Linked DNA regions of Ovis aries: region 2 is linked to region 1. Evidence: chromatin contacts called from public Hi-C data. All regions are on one chromosome and are shown on one strand. Each heading gives the region's core, a stretch centred on a gene start, on an enhancer-like site or on the middle of the called end of the contact. The rest is flanking DNA. Distances are from core to core; before and after follow the strand shown. Region 1 overlaps LOC132659191 (a long non-coding RNA gene). Region 2 holds the start of HIBCH (3-hydroxyisobutyryl-CoA hydrolase).

The links. A called contact is a pair of places that touch in the nucleus more often than the background predicts.
Region 2: a Hi-C map of mixed tissues shows a contact between it and region 1, with 5 times the contacts expected there. The contact joins the promoter of HIBCH here to the enhancer-like site in region 1. A contact is called at or near these places in 4 of 16 Hi-C or Micro-C datasets (blood, liver, mixed tissues and 1 more).

Annotation. Positions count from the first base shown.
Region 1 is chr2:118,933,473-118,937,908 of ARS-UI_Ramb_v3.0, reverse strand. LOC132659191 (a long non-coding RNA gene) reads right to left here. Exons shown (of 2, transcript XR_009599267.1): 2 at 451-694. Among named protein-coding and RNA genes, the nearest start is that of INPP1, 32 kb to the left of the region's middle. Within about 2 kb of position 3,033, at least 4 of the 54 cell types and tissues checked have an H3K27ac peak or open chromatin away from gene starts, as enhancers often do.
Region 2 is chr2:118,985,512-118,989,869 of ARS-UI_Ramb_v3.0, reverse strand. HIBCH (3-hydroxyisobutyryl-CoA hydrolase) reads right to left here and starts at 1,481. Exons shown (of 15, transcript XM_060409637.1): 1 at 1,371-1,481.

The DNA of each region.
Region 1 (4,436 bases), core at 1,784-4,283:
AAGACAGGAAAAATTCCTGCTCAGTTAATAAAGCTCTTTAGAACATGAGTTTAGAGGTGATAAGTTAATGTCACTGAAATATTAGGGAGAGCAAAGGGGGTTGTGCTTAGTTTTGTTTCCTGTCTGGAACAAAAATCTTCAGATATAGCCTTTGGCAGAACATTTAGAACTATGAATTTGAAGCGTAATTTGGCCATGTTCATGTGCTTTCAGTGACGCTGTGTTTCTTACAAGAATTAAAGCCCGGAGCCCCGATGGCTCCATCCTACTCATGTACTCTCACACTCAGACACATCCACACTCATACACACGTTCTGAAACTCTCTCAAATTTATATTCTTATTCTCTCATTCTAACTCTCTGATTCTGCCACTAATTATGTCTCTAGTGCCCTCTAATACTCTCACCTAACATAACTCTTACTTCTGTCGGTAAGACAGGAGAGGATAGTAGTTTTTGCATGGTGTTTATTACACTTCAAAAACCAGAGTTAAATATATACAGTCGTTGGTCTACTAGAATCCCATGTTGAATGTCCTCTGAGGTGGGTGAGACCTCTTTTTCCTATCTCTTTAGCAGCCCTGGTTGAGGAGATGATGGTTCCACCATCTGCAGAGACCAAACTCTCAGCCATCTCCTTTCTGCCCTACGCCCTCTTGAGGCCAAAAGATTTTCTGCAGCATCCTCTGGTTTTCTGCAATTACAAAGGAATCATGGTAAGTCAAACTTTTAGTTTATTTTTTTAATTTATTTATTTTAATTGGAGGCTATTTAAAGGTATCTCGTTGCACACAGCAGATTAAACGACTTATTTAGTGAAAAAGTTACATAGTTTTTAAAGTCTGTGCATGCTTTGTGATTGCTCATGGGTCCTCGAGCTATATATTCTAATTATAAAGGTTGATTTTTAAGTCAAAGTGAGTTCATTCTTCACAAGACACATTAGAAACCAAACCCCAGAAACTAGTGCTGCCTGATATTCATCAGAATGGAAAAATAGAATATAGTTCAAGAAAAAGCATGTTTTGCACATAAACATTTTCAGAATATGTAAATTATCAATAACAATGCAGTGAAAACAGTCATCTTCAATGTGATCTATTTATTTATGTGATCTATCACTGTGCCAGCTTACTGGGGGGAAAACTGGATAGAACAGAGAATCCAATATATTCTGTAAACATCCGTTGCACATATCCGTTGTCAACCTTTGCCAGAAAGCTAAGGCCCTTCCTTGAGCATGTGCGTGCTGGTCTAGCATTAACCACACCTGTGGGAAGGTGATCTGTAGGTCTGATTTCTTTCTTTTTGGCTGTGCAGTGTGACTTACCAGATCTTGGTTCCCCCACCAGGGACCAAACCTGACCTGGCAGTGAAAGTACCGATTCCTAATCACTGTTCCACCAGGGAATTCTCAGGCTCTGATTTCTTTAGAGGAAGAAGTTAAAAAATATTTGCCATGTAGTCTGACAACATAATCATTCTGGATTTTCATTTTTTTCCCCTCTATCTTTACAATTGTCTCATACTCAGTAAATTCTTAAGACTCATTTATATCAATACTTTCAAAGCCTTAAATTCTTTGTTTTCAAATTCATTTTACATTATACTTAATCTGTTATTAAAGATACCATGGAAATATGATTTTTGAATGAAGTCAGTCAGTCTAAGCAAACATACAACTCAGTTGATGGGAGTGGAGTTGGGGGTTGTGATGGAGGGGTGCTCCAAAGAGTAGCCTGTTGGTTGCCAAGATCGAGTGTCTTGTGCATCAGCCAGCGTGGTTTTGCAGGAGGCTGGCAGACAGATGAATCTGCTAGGTTGCTTAAATAGAGGATGATAAAAAGAGAGCCCCCTGCACATCAATAAGAGCAGTCCCTGGGAAGCCAGGTCAGTGTTGGTTCCTCTCTTGCTCCTACAGACCATATCCAGTCACTCAGGAGATCCTCTTGGCTCAACCTTCCAAATATACCTGTCACTCTCTACACTAGCCACATGCTTCCACTTAACCATCATGCCAGTCTCAATTCAACTGCTCCTGAGGGCTGGCAGCCATGTTGAGTAGGGTTCTAAAGGTTCAGTTCAGTTCAGTTGCTCAGTCGTGTCCAACTCTTTGCGACCCCATGAATTGAAGCACGCCAGGCCTCCCTGTCCATCACCAACTTCCGGAGTTCTCTCAGACTCAAGTCCATCGAGTCAGTGATGCCATCCAGCCATCTCATCCTCTGTCGTCCCCTTTTCCTCCTGCTCCCAATCCCTCCCAGCATCAAGTCTTTTCCAATGAGTCAACTCTTCTAATGCACTTTGTGTATTGCTAATTTTTTGCTCTGACTTCTAAGCCCCTAGTTATAGGCTCTCTGCATGAGATTTTGACATGCCAAAGGATACATATTGTATAAAGGGCTTTTGGCTGTGTTATAATGATGGGAGTATGAAAAAGCAGATCTTTGAGTCTGAGTATAAAGTCCTATAAGTTAGCCCGTCTGTCTAGAAGAAGTGCAGCCAGGATAAGTTTGCAGTAATACTTTGCATCAGTAGCATTAGGTTTAACTGTGAGTGGCAAAATGCCTAAATAACAATGGCTTAAATAAGATCAAAAGTATTTGGTGAGCAGTCCAGAGCTGAAAGGAGGCTCCACCCCAAAGTCCTCAGGGAGTCACACTCCTTCCATCTCACTGCTCTCCCAACCCCAGACCATGACCCTTCTCAGGTCTAAGACAACAGATTCTGCATTTTAGGCAGCAAGACAGAGGAGAAGACAAAGAAGGGAAGGGCAGTTTTTCACATCACTGACCAGAACCTAGCCACGTGACTGCACGTAGAAAGTCTCCATTTGGAGTAACCATGTGCTCAACTGAAAACCAGGCTTTTTATCACCCTGGGAGTTAGGAGCCGGGCATTAGAGGACATCTAGCAATCTCGATCACCCGGGCCAAATGAGTCATCCAGGCTTCTGTCTTCATCTGACCTCTGATCACACATCCTTTGTTCTATTCACTAAGGTCTCGTGACATTTAAGAGCAGATGTTTTCAACCCTTAGCTACACTCATCTACTTCTGACGTACTTAGCCACTTCATCCCCCAAAGAATGAAGAGTGCATAAATACATTTGTCGAGATGGTAAGGCTTCCCTGGTGGCTCAGCGTTAAAGAATGTACCAGCCAATGCAGGAGACGTGGGTTAAATCCTTGGGTCAGGAAGATCCCCTGGAGAAGGAAATGGCATCCCACTCCAGTATTCTTGCCTGGGAATTTCCATGGGCAGAGGATCCTGGTGGACTATAGTCCATGGGGTTGCAAAGAGTTGGACACAACTTAGCATCTAAATAACAGCAACAACCAAGATGATAAAGGGAACTTCCTGCCTATTAAAAAGGCACAGATGAGAATATAAGACACATAAAAACAGTTATTGGTGTCTTGAGACTTGTGAGAAATCTCTGGGACTCTTGATCCTGGCAATTTGCCTAGGGGCTTACTGCCCCCTCTTTTCAGACTCACCTTTTGCCTCTGTTGAGTGCTCAGCAGGCAGATAAACTGTCAAGTCTCCGCTTTCAGTTCGTTGCTTAGCCATCCCCTGAAGGAGTCTGCTTAGCCTAGTCCATAGCAGCTGCTCATAATTCCTTGTCCTGCTTGCATGGCCCAGAACATGTAGCTGTAACCAGCCTTAAACACAGCTAGCACACAGAAATAGGGACTTACCAGGTGGCTCAAGTGGTAAAGAATTCACCTGCTAATTTAGGAGATGCAGGAGACATGGGCTTGATCCCTAGTCAGGAAGATCCCCTGCGAAGGAAATGGCAACCCACTCCAGTATTCTTGCCTGGAGAACCCCATGGACAGAGGAGCCTGCAGAGGGCTACAGTGCACGGGGTCACAAAGAGTTGGACACAACTGAGCGACTAACACACACACACACTAATTATTCAGGCTTCCCCAGTGGTGCAGCGGTAAAGAACCCGCCTGCCAACGCAGGAGACCTAAGAGATATGGGTTGGGAAGATCCCCTGCAGAAGGAAATAGCAACTCACTCCAGTATTCTTGCCTGGGAAATCCCATGGACAGAGGAGCCTGGCGGGCTACAATCCATTGGGTCGTAAAAGAGTTGGACATGACTGAGCAACTGAGCATGCACCGCACACTCAGCGAAGAAGCAGCCCTGCCCACTCCACGGCAGAAAAGGTCAAACGCACATTCCGAAAAGTAGGAAAACGCAGACAAAAGTTTCTGACAGCTTCCTTCTTGTACCGCAGTTCTGTTTTATTTTTTCTGTAAGTGCTAAATGCAAAGGAAGAGTAGAAACAGAAAGTCATAACCTTTCACATCCACAGTTAACACCTTTCATTGTTCCTGGCTTGGTCCTTGGATTGTAACACATATCCATAAAGCAAGCCTAAGGGACTGTGACTGTCCCCTCAGAGTGGCAGGGAACTCAA
Region 2 (4,358 bases), core at 232-2,731, 54 kb before region 1:
ACCAGGTCCTCAGCGTGCATTCATGCTGTCCCTTCAGTCGTGTCCAACTTTTTGCTACCTTGCGGACTATCAGCCCATCAGGCTCCTCTGCCCATCAGATTCTCCAGGCAAGAATACTGGAGTGGGTTGCCATCCCCTCCTCCAGAGTATCTTCCAGACCCAGGGATCAAACTCACTTCTCTTATGTCTCCTGCACTGGCAGGCGGGTTCTTTACCAATAGCGGCACATGGGAAGCCCCAGGCCCACAGATTCAATGTTAAGACAAGACACATCGCTCTAAAGCTGTGCATGCGAAGTCGCTTTAGTCGTGTCCGACTCTTTGCGACCCTATGGACTACAACCCGCCAGTCTTCTCTGTCCATGGGATTCTCTAGGCAAGAACACTGGAGTGGGTTGCCATTTCCTCCTTCAGGAGTTCTTCCCCACCCAGGTATTGAACCCGTGGTCTCTTCTGTCTCCTGCACAAGCAGGTGGGTTTCTGACCACTAGCGCCGCCTGGGAAGCCCCCTCTGAAGCCCTAAAAGTGAAGTGAAGCCGCTCAGTCGTATCCAACTCTTTGCGACTCCATGGACTATAGCCTCCCAGGCCCCTCATCCATGGAATTTTCAAGGCAAGGATACTGGAGTGGGTTGCCATTTCAACTAGCCTTAAATCAAAAAACCACTCCCATCTCTTTTCCCCAAGGCAAACGCCAAGGTTTAAAACCCCAGAAATTTCAGCCGTTAGGCAAATTAATGGTTCTCCCTTCAAGTGGTCCCATCTGCTACCTTTTAATGCACGGGGGGGCAGGCAAACGGTCTCAGGACTGCTGCAGCCTAACTGCCTGCCTACAGTGATAGCTACCAGATTTTCTCAGCTGAGCTCAAGTGGCATTGAGCAGAACTTTCAAAAGTTAAACGTTTGCACACATATTCCCCAAGGCAAGCTGTGTGTGCGCAACACACGGCTCAAAGTTTCAGACACCTATACCAACGCTGGAATCATGTGACAGTAGTCACACCACGAGCACAAAGACACCTAGCAAAGCACGAATGTTTGTCACCAGCACCAAAAATGCCACAAAATTCCTCCAAGTTGAAACTGCGTGTCCCCCAAACTTCCTCAACTAAAGAAGGAAAGGAACGGGGGTCAAGGCTGCCTAAGAGTCAGAGAGGCAGAAAACGAAGGCGATGCTGAGAGGATGGTGCTAGAAGGAGTAAGGCGACACTCGGAGGAGGTGGGTAGAGGGATGATCCGCGCGAGTCGGGTCTGAGAGCTGCCGTCTCCAAAGGCGACGAGAAACTTCAAGGCCAGACAGTCCCCACTCCCAACCTTTTTCATCCCGGCAAGCGCAACTGACGAGGCTGTCCTTAGCCGCTCGCTTACTCACCTCGACATGAGTCTGCACAACTCCTGCAGCCCCATTGCCAAAACTCCCGAGCCAAATCCGCGCTGACTGAGCAGCCCCCTCGGCGCGGCTCTTCAGGCCAGGCCCGCCTACCGCCGCCGGAAGCCTCCAGAAACAGACGGCAAGTCCTCCAGAGGGCTAGAGAGGCCCAGAGCAGGCCTTTTCCACTGCGCCGCGCTGAGGGGTAGGGAGAGAACAACTGCTGAGGAAACGGACTGAGAGAGAAAGGAGGGGGGCCGGGCCGGGGGCGGGGGGGGGGGCGGGGGGCCGGGGGGGCGGGGGGGGGGGGGCGGGGGCGGGGGCCGGGCCGGGGGGCCGGGGGCGGGGGCCGGGCCGGCCCCGGGGCGGAGCGGGGCGGGGTCGGGGGCCGGGCCGGGGCGGGGCAGGGGCGGAGCAGGGGCCGGGGCCGGGGCGGGGGCAGGGGCGGGGCGGGGCGGGGGCGGGGCCGGGGGCGGAGCAGGGGCCGGGGGCCGGGCCGGGGGCGGAGCGGGGGCCGGGGCGGGGCGGGGCAGGGGGCAGGGTGGGGTGGGGCGGGCCGGGGCGACCCGGGGGCGGGCCGGGGGCGGGCCGGGGGCGGGGTGGAGGCGGAGGTCCAGGTGGGGCTGAAGACGCGGTCAGAGAACAGGGGCGGGCTGATAGGGAGCGTGGGAGGCGATGGCTCGCTAGGGGCTCTGTTGGGAAAAGCCCAAGCGGTCTAGCTAGCTTACTTTGACTATTGAGTGATAGGAGAGACTCTTCTGGAGCTTTAAGGGCTTTTTTAAAATTAAAAATGTAAGCTTAGGACTTCGTTAGCGGTCCAGTGGTTAAAACTGCCAGCCAGCCACTTCAGAGGACATAAATTTTATCTCTGGTTTGAGAACTAAGATCCCGCATGCCTGGCGGTGGGGTCAAAAAATTTTTGTTTTTAATTTTAAAAAATATAAACTTACTTTCTATTCTGAGAATCAAATGGATGAAATATATGTGATAGGAAGACATTTATGTAATCTTTTCTAGCCTCAGTCATTCAGTTCAGTTCAGTTCAGTTCAGTCCCTCAGTCACGTCCAACTGTTTGCGACCCCATGAATCGCAGCACGCCAGGCCTCCCTGTCCATCACCAACTCCCGGAGTTCACTCAGATTCACATCCATCGAGTCAGTGATGCCATCCAGCCATCTCATCCTCTGTCGTCCCCTTCTCCTCCTGCTCCCAATCCCCAATCATCAGAGTCTTTTCCAATGAGTCAGCTCTTGGCATGAGGTGGCCAAAGTACTGGAGTTTCAGCTTTAGCATCATTCCCTCCAAAGAAATCCCAGGGCTAATCTCCTTCAGGATGGACTGGTTGGATCTCCTTGCAGTCCAAGGACTCTCAAGAGTTTTCTCCAACAGCACACTTCAAAAGCATCAGTTCTTCAGCACTCAGCTTTCTTCACAGTCCAGCTCTCACATCCATACATGACCACTGGAAAAACCATAGCCTTGATCAGACGGACCTTTGTTGGCAAAGTAATGTCTCTGCTTTTGAATATGCTATCTAGGTTGGTCATAACTTTTCTTCCAAGGAGTAAGTGTCTTTTAATTTCATGGCTGCAGTCACCATCTGCAGTGATTTTGGAGCCCAAAAAAATAAAGTCTGACACTGTTTCCACTGTTTCCCCATCTATTTGCTAGCCTAACAGCAGAATATTAATATTGAGATATTAATATTTCCAGTTTTTTGGAAAAGTTATAAATTCCCCACTCTTTCTTAATTAATGACAGACAAGAATTATCTCCTTAAGAGGTGATAGATATGTCTTCAACTGAAATAAGTTACTGTTATCAGTGAAAGCATAATTGCACTTAGAAAGTAGCCTACTCTTCAATGAAACCAAAATTTAACTCATCCATTGGTATCCACTATTACGTAGATACAGAATATTGGTCCTCTGCGACCTGATACACCCAGATGTCCCTCAGCAAACATTTCATCACGACTGAAGCACTGATACATTTATCAAGAAGGAGGAACTCAGGGAAGAATTTCAGAGAGGGAATTTGAAGGAGTTAGTCTCAGCAATTTGACATCTGTGGATATACTGTCAAGGCTTTGGTCCAAAATTACCTTTCTACTTACCTCAAATATAATTACCAAATACCCATTGAACAGAGGACAAACAGGGTGACAGAAAGAACTCCTGACTTCCAATTCAGTTTTTAATCAGTTGTGGGAAATTGCTATTTGACATCTCCCTCTGACATCACCGTCTTTGGGATTGAAGAAAGGCAATGCCAAAGAATGCTCAGACTATGAAAACGCACTTGTCTCACATGCTAGCAAAAGAATGCTCAAAATTCTCCAAGCCAGGCTTTAACAGTACTTGAACCGCGAATTTCCACATGTTCAAGCTGGATTTAGAAAAGGCAGAGGAACCAGAGATCAAATTGCCAACATCCATTGGATCATTGAAAAAGCAAGAGAGCTCCAGAAAAATACCTGTTCCTGCTTTATTGACTATGCTAAATTCTTTGATTTGTATGGATCACAACAAACTGTGGAACATTCTTCAAGAGATGGGAATACCAGACCACTTGACCTGCCGCCTGAGAAATCTATAAGCAGGTCGAGAAGCAACAGTTAGAACTGGACATGGAACAACAGACTGGTTCCAGATTGGGAAAGGAGTATGTCAAGGCTGTATATTGTCACCCTGCTTACTTAACTTATATGCAGAGTACATCATGAGAAATGCCAGGCTGGATGAAGCATAAGCTGGAATCAAGATTGCCGGGAGAAATATCAATAACCTCAGATATGCAAATGACACCACACTTATGGCAGAAAGCAAAGAAGAACTAAAGAGCCTCTTGATGAAAGTGAAAGAGGAAAGTGAAAAATTTGGCTTAAACTCAACATTCAGAAAACTAAGATCATGGCATCTGGTCCCATCACTTCATAGGAAATAGATGCGGAAACAGTGGAAATAGTGACAGACTTTATTTTGGGGGGC